2 separate regions of the Rattus norvegicus genome follow, and region 2 is linked to region 1. The links are chromatin contacts, called in public Hi-C maps. All regions are on one chromosome and are shown on one strand. Each heading gives the region's core, a stretch centred on a gene start, on an enhancer-like site or on the middle of the called end of the contact. The rest is flanking DNA. Distances are from core to core; before and after follow the strand shown. Region 1 overlaps Ppm1h (protein phosphatase, Mg2+/Mn2+ dependent, 1H). Region 2 holds the start of LOC134479799 (nascent polypeptide-associated complex subunit alpha, muscle-specific form-like).

Region 1 (3,328 bases), core at 428-2,927:
AGACTCTCCGAATGCTCACTGACTTCCTTTCAGTATTGTTAGGTAGGTAGCCAGGCAGATCTTCTTGAGCTTAGAAGCCATTGAGGATGGGCCCCTCCCTGTGGCCGATTTTGGACCTCACCTGTCATTTCCCTGGTAGCCCTAGAGAGGGAGGAATCTAAACTGGCCCCTGTAGTATTTGAACTTATCAGATGGGAGTGCCAGTGTTCTGTTGAGACCATTAAGCTACTTCCTCTTAGCCCAAAGAATGGAATCCACCTCTGGCCTTGAGTGGCCATCTGCCCAAACTTCAGAACACTGCACCCATTTTCTCCTTCCCCAAGAATTAACCTAGCTTGTGGTGCCAAACACCTGCCTCACGGGACACATGGTTCACCTGAGGGCATGCTAAAGCTATGGAAGCCTTTAAAAAATACTGTACTTAACAGAAGCCCTTCCCTCAGTGCAGGGCCTTGTGGAGCTTCCACCCTGTGAGCTCCTACCCTTCCATTTCCTTCTTCCTCAGGCCTAACTATTTTTCAAGCCTAACCCTGATACTCTGAGCTTCCTCACTTTTCTCTGAAGACCTCCCTCTTCTGCCAGCCTCCGATGCTGAACATGCCAGCCTTCTTGGACCCTACCTCAAAAGGCACAGATTTCTCTCTCCTGCTTCCTCGACTGCCAAGATTACAGCTTGCCTGGCTTCCTGTTTTTCCTCTCAGAGCCTACAAACAAATTGTCCAGAGGCTTCCTTCTTCTGACTCTATTTCAAAATTCTTCTATTGAGAACCCCGAAGGGAACCCCAGTTTTCCCAGTAACATGATGCATGCAAGTTCTTTGCAACTGAGAATGTCCTAGTAATTTTTTTAATAAGGGAGAAAATAGCTTTCATGGGATTTATTTTTGTTTTATCTATATGGGTGTTTTGTCTACATGTACGTCTGTGTACCACATGTGTGCAATATCCAAAAAAAAAAAAAAAAGTGTCAGATCCCCCTTGGAAACTCAAGTTATAGATGGTTGGAAAACACCACGTGGATTGAGGAAATCAAACACCGGCCCACTGGAAGAGCAGTCAGTGCTCTTAACTACTGAGTTGTTTAGTCAGCCCCCAAAGTAACAATGTTTTAACTTGTAAGGCTACTACATATTTTCTAGTACTGGAAAGTGTGGGCAGTATATAACGACATTATACAATCATAAGAATGAATGCAAAGGTAATTGCTAATTTATAAAGTCTAGAATTTCAATCAGCCTACTCACGGTAAGTTTAAACTTCTTTATTTAAGCTTAGTCTTTGTTTGCAGCTGGAAGTTCTTCTAGGAAGGGATGGGCCTGTAATTCCACAGCAGTCAGCAGGTGGCGATATTGGACAGTCCCGTTTTTCTGTTTTTCCTTCTTCTCTTTGAAACTCATTGCCTAGCTGGCAGATGGCCTTGTTCTCAGAATAAGCCAGGATGAGACCCGGATACTGAAACCATGCAGAAGCTTATTATTTGTGACTGACACTATTAGCAGCATGCTCAGAGCCATATTATAACCCAGCCAGGGGGAGCTGCCAGGTATATTAAAACTGCCTGGCGCTGGCTTTCTTCTGCTGACCCGCAGCGCTTTCTTTTCACAACCTGGAACTGGTGAGCAACAAAGGCTGAGCCTGGAGTCACGTCATCTCTGAGACTTTCAAATCAAATTACAGCCATTCCGGATGATAAATATGCTTTTTTTTTCTTTCTTGCAGCTCTTTCCTGTTGAGTGAGCCTCACATTACACACACTCTCTGCCCCCACCCCTTGCCACAACAACAACAACAAAAACAGCAAATAAAAGCAGGCAGCGTAAGAATTGGCTCTTTTCTTTGACTCAGAGACGAGCCTCGCCCTAACATATTGTCTAAGCCGTTGCAACAGAATAACTCAGCTCCTCTCAGTAACACGTTGCCTCCACTGGGCATTGGGACCCCGGACTGAGCAGTCAGAGACTCAGTTCTCTGGTCCCTTCCCATGTAGACCACACTTGGAAGGAATTAGTAGGTAGATGTTTGCTAGCTCCTCATTCTAGCTGTATGTCTTGGAATCCACCGGCAACTAAAATGGAGAGAAGTCCTGGAGCTCCTGTTCAGCACACAGCAGTAGGCAGCTTTTCTCCTGATCACGTTAGCTTGTGAAAAAGATACTGAAAACTCAAGGGCTTAAAAAATAGACAGTGTGATTTTTTTTATTTTTTTATTTTTTGTAAAAGTGCAAAAAGCTTAGCCCGATTTGAAAGACTGAGGAAAGGGAAAAGTGGTTCATTCCACAGTAAATATATCTTTATTGACTGCATTTATCGTGTTTAATCTCATAGTAAAAGAGCCACCCAGATGGTCCTTTAATGTTCCTTTTAGTACAAAGATTTTCTGAATCTTCTAGAGAGGAGTAGGTGGTGTGGGTAGGAAAAAAAAATAAAATGTGCTATTTTGGCTTCCAGGGAGGAGGGGAGAGAAGCAATTATTTTTAGAATCTGTTCTAGTTGCACACAGTTTTAGAAGAAATGGAAGAGTGTGTGTTAATGTCAGTGAATTCTTCAGGGGATGAAGTCTGCAGAAACATCCCAGCGACAGTGCTGGCAGAGAACACACTTCTAAGTACTGTGTGTGCACGTGTGCCTCCCTCACAGGTGTGGGGGAGGGGCTGGTCAGACCATGCATGTGGGAGGAAGCAGGGTTGCTTGGATTCAAAAGTAGCTAGTCTCGAATCCATTCTCCGTAAGAAAGTAACATTGCTTATTCAGGGAGAGGTAGAGAAATAATATACAGTTGAAATATAGGAAAGGCAGGAGCAAATTGAATAAAGTGTGTCTGTCTGTCTGTCTGTCTACACACACACAGACACACACACACACGCAGAACCATACTGTTAATTTATCTTAAGGTACAAGCTGAATAAAGTAACCAGAATGTTCCCCAGCATTAAAAGTAAATATGAACTCCACTGCTGTAACAGAACATCTTATTGTTGAACACTGTCTTGATCCCTCCCAAGGATTAAGTCATTTTTAAAATCATTCTTACATGATAAATAGCGTTCCCACTTGTGACCCAGAATAAGCTTATTTGCTTCGATCCCTAGAGAATTCTTTACCACGAACAGCCCTTTAACGTGGACTCTTTGTGTAGGGTTTTCTTTTTCCTCTTTCGGATTGCACTAATAATTCACTTAAGCCTGTCAAACGCCATCCAGATTCCAATCCATATGCAGCATGCAAACACTTGGATGCTTCAAGAATCTTTAATAAATAGTGCCCTTCATTCAGACTTACATAGTCAACGGATATTGATTGCAAGTAAGAAGGAAAATTTTCCATAGCTTG
Region 2 (3,637 bases), core at 1,101-3,600, 180 kb after region 1:
CTGATGTCTTTAGATTTTGGTATAAATAAAAATTGTGCTTTTGGTAGCATTGACCTGATATAATTGATTTTTTAGGATGATCACTCCATTTGCTTTCTGGGTACAGAAGTAATGGGAACGGACTGTGTGGTCTAGTACCTGACTGTCTAGTGCCTCCTGTCAGGTTATGCAGGCTGTGGGATACCAGGAGGAGGAAGTAGTTATGAAATCACGAAACCTTCTTGGTGTCCACGTTCTACACTCAAGAGCTATTTTCTGCTCTTAGGTACCTCAGGCAATGTTGGGGCACGAGGGGGGGAGGTATTCTACAACACAAGGATGTTTTCCACACCAGCCAGAAGGTAATTATACATTAAGATGCCTTGTAAATCAATTTTATATATATATACAAGCAACAGTCAGGGATATTAGAGCATGAAGCAATAATGTGGCCTAATAATCTTTTCCACATGGTGCATCCAGAACATCCTAACATCCCTCTTCTTCCAATTGGACATGGCATTTATTAAAATCTCATCATCACAACGGCCTGTCCTCTCTTTGGTTCAGTACTTGAGAAGGGCACTCAAAACACTTGTCTCGTCCTTCCTATCCATAGCTTTGCTCAAGCTACAGATTACTTAAAGGCCTGACAGTAGACCTTTAACAGAAAAGTTAATGGCATTAGTAAATGTCATCAATGTGGACTGGAAAGCTGCATTTTCGTTAGGTAAGTTCACCCTGCTGGAAAGTCTGTCAACAGTGAAAATAGTTGGTAGTTCTCACTGCCACAGAGAACTCATTCTAAAGCAAAGAGAGGAATGAAGTAGGGAGTAGCACCCCTGACAGCAGCAAACAGAAACATAAGGAAGCACTTACAGAGCCGACAATACAAGTGTGCTCTCCGTGGGCGGCGAAGTTTTACATGAAGCTTAACTTTGAAAGCACAAGATGAGCTACAAAGGGAACGAGTTAGAGTTCAGGATTACCAATGAAATTTACACTCTGGTATCCAACAGCATCTACTGGTTCACTGTAAAAATGTTAACAGTATGTAGCAGGCTGATTTGCTTGAAAAGAAAAGTTCTGGAAAACGAAACTACAGTTAGAATTTTACTATCAATTTCCCCACAAATCCAAGATTAACCATAGGAGATGTCGGGCTTTCATCACTGAAAAGGAAGTGCTTAAGAGTCCTCAACTTACATTGCTCTACCGAGAAAAGCCAGCCTAAAGCCAGTGCTGAAGTCTTGCGGGAATGCTGCAGTGCATGGTTCTTTACTGTCCTTCCTACAGCGAGGTGGCCCCATCCCGATGAGTATATTAAGTGAGCCTTCAAGGCTCAACACTAAGCTTCGTCAAAGCATTACATCACTTTTGAATTACAAAAGCACCAAACTCCTATCGAAAGGGGCAAGAGATTGAGTTGCTTTCAACATTTTTCCTTTCGTGTAGCTTACTTAGCAAAGAACTGCCTAAAAAAAAAGCTTCCAAAGTGCCACACAGAAAATTTACTACACTGCATTATGCATAACTCAAACAGGAAGGTTGCAAAAGCATCAGAACTATAACTTACCATCATACTTCTCTTGGAGAAAATAAAACTAGAAAATACAAGTTCTTCCACATAAGAGTTCCGAGCACTTTTCATTAATTATCCAGACTACACTTTCTCCACAAAACTTGTACTTTCCTAATAGAGGTCACGAACCAAAAGCCTGTGTCATTAAACGTTAATACTTGGGTCTCTCGGAAGCCGTACTTCCAGCTCTGATCTACTCGCCTTTAATAAAAAGCATATCAACATAAAAGTCTAAGATTGACCCTCCCCCACACCAGCATGGCTATTCGAGCTTACCAAGTTAAACTAAAGGAAAAACAAACAAAACCAAAAAACACAGCATTCAGTAAAAAGAATTTATTTAGCTTTACACATTTAAAAAAAGATTCGAAAGGTGCATTTAACTATAAAAGTCAACCCTGTTTTAAGGAGTTATAAACAGTTAAAACCGAAACTCTACTCTGCTTCGGGCTTACATTTTAAACTCTTAAACGTAGCGGCCATATAATAACCCAGATCCAAAAAGCGTCGAGACGTAAAAGTTTGGAATTCCAGCATTGACTGTTCTGACGGCGACCGCAGTTGTGCATCGCGGAGCCGCTCGCCCGCTCCGCCGTGCACCTCAAGAACGAAACCCCACCGCGGTCGAACTAAAATCCTGCACGAGTTAAAATTATCCGAGGCGGAAAGTTGAGCCGCGTCTTCCGCGGCTCCCTCTCCTCCTCTCCCGGAGCAATTCCGAAGGCTTCGCTCTCCCCCGGGCTACGGAAGGCGCCGCGGCCGCCGCCACCGCCCGTAGCCCCTGCGGGAATGCGGCTAGCTAACGGTTTCCGCGCCGGCTGGCCGGCCGATCGGGCTGTCCCGGAGCCCCGGAAAACAAAGGGGATCCCCGGCCATTGTCCTCCGCGGCGCTGAGCATCACCAGCACTAGCAAGGCAGTAGCTTGCGCAGTTATCTCCACAGCGGGCAATGTCACAACCCGACCAACAGCACAAACTACTACCTCAGCCAGGGCCATGGTGTGGGAGCCGGCGGGACACGCGGAGCCTCGTCCTCCTCTCCGCCGCCGGCTGCGCGCGCCGAGCGCCCCAGGGCGGAGGCTGCCTCCGGCGGGCCGGCCGCGCCCTCTGTCCGAGTGGAGCTGCGCTTGCCCGCTCGCCCGCTCGCCCGCCCGCGCGCGCCACGCCGCGGCTCCGCCGCTGCCCCCCCACCCCCGCCCGCCGCGTCGCACCCCGGAAGTCCCCGCGGACGCGCCCCGCACCCTCCGGGGGGCCCCGGCAGCCCGGCACCCGCGGCTCCGCGCGCGCCCGGTCTCGCGCTCCTGCTTCACTGCGGCCGGGCGAACCATAGAGATCCCTTAAAGAGGCTGGCGCGCTCCCCACCACGTGACCGCCCGCCGCCCCCCGCCGCCATCTTACATCCGGGGCACCGCGCCCGCTCTCCGCCCGGGCGAGCCTCGGGGCTCGCGGGAAAGCCCGCTACGGGCGGGGACTCCAGCCGCAAGCCGGGACCTGCTCGGGCCTCGTGCTGGGCTCCGTCTGCTCGGCGCGGTCGGCAGAGCCCTGGTGCTCTGGGCGTGAGCAGTAAAGATGGCGGCGGGTGGGCCACGTTGCTCTCCGGCCGGAAAGTTCCGGCACCCCCTTCCCGCTCCGGCCGCCTGGCCCGCGGCGCTCCACCCCGGCGCGGCCGCAGCTGCTCGCCGCAGAAACTGGCGGGAAAGCTGTGTTGGGCGAGTCTAGTGCGCAGGCTCCCGGAACATGGGGCGCCTGCCTTCTCCCTATTTTTAGGCAAGGTTTGGAAGAGGGCCGACTGCAATGGGGCTTCCCATCCGTGTGGCCCAGTTTACTTTTTTGTTTTGCTTCTCATTTACAGGTTTTTAAAGATTTTTTTTGTTTGTTTTTAGAAGTCACTAAGATTTGTCAGATAAAATACAGGATGTCTTGCTAAACTGGAATTCCACATCCACGAATGCTTCCCCCCCCCCGCATATGTAGATTCCATGTACTAAAAGGGGGATGGTGTCTGAATTTCACATTTATCTGCCGGTCTGTTTTAGTGCATTTGGCAGTTCCATTAGTCATAAAGTTGCTGAAAATC

What was found. Hi-C and Micro-C count contacts between places; a contact is called where the count stands out from the background.
Region 2: a Hi-C map of the A7r5 cell line shows a contact between it and region 1, with 8 times the contacts expected there. The contact joins the promoter of LOC134479799 here to the enhancer-like site in region 1. A contact is called at or near these places in 8 of 12 Hi-C or Micro-C datasets (the A7r5 cell line, Schwann cells, frontal cortex and 5 more) and 1 of 1 datasets of contacts at active chromatin or transcription factors (oligodendrocytes).

The regions. Positions count from the first base shown.
Region 1 is chr7:60,350,769-60,354,096 of GRCr8, forward strand. The region is part of intron 3 of Ppm1h (protein phosphatase, Mg2+/Mn2+ dependent, 1H); the gene reads left to right. It overlaps LOC134479882 (a long non-coding RNA gene), which reads right to left. Exons shown (of 2, transcript XR_010053726.1): 2 at 1-1,725. Among named protein-coding and RNA genes, the nearest start is that of Ppm1h, 130 kb to the left of the region's middle. Within about 2 kb of position 1,678, at least 55 of the 93 cell types and tissues checked have an H3K27ac peak or open chromatin away from gene starts, as enhancers often do. A contact at or near this core is called in the A7r5 cell line and Schwann cells, where this site is marked.
Region 2 is chr7:60,525,410-60,529,046 of GRCr8, forward strand. It overlaps LOC134479799 (nascent polypeptide-associated complex subunit alpha, muscle-specific form-like), which reads left to right and starts at 2,351. Exons shown (of 4, transcript XM_063264464.1): 1 at 2,351-2,448; 2 at 2,504-3,637. The coding sequence starts at 2,351. The coding sequence ends at 3,443. It overlaps Mirlet7i (microRNA let-7i), which reads right to left and starts at 2,552; the gene lies at 2,468-2,552.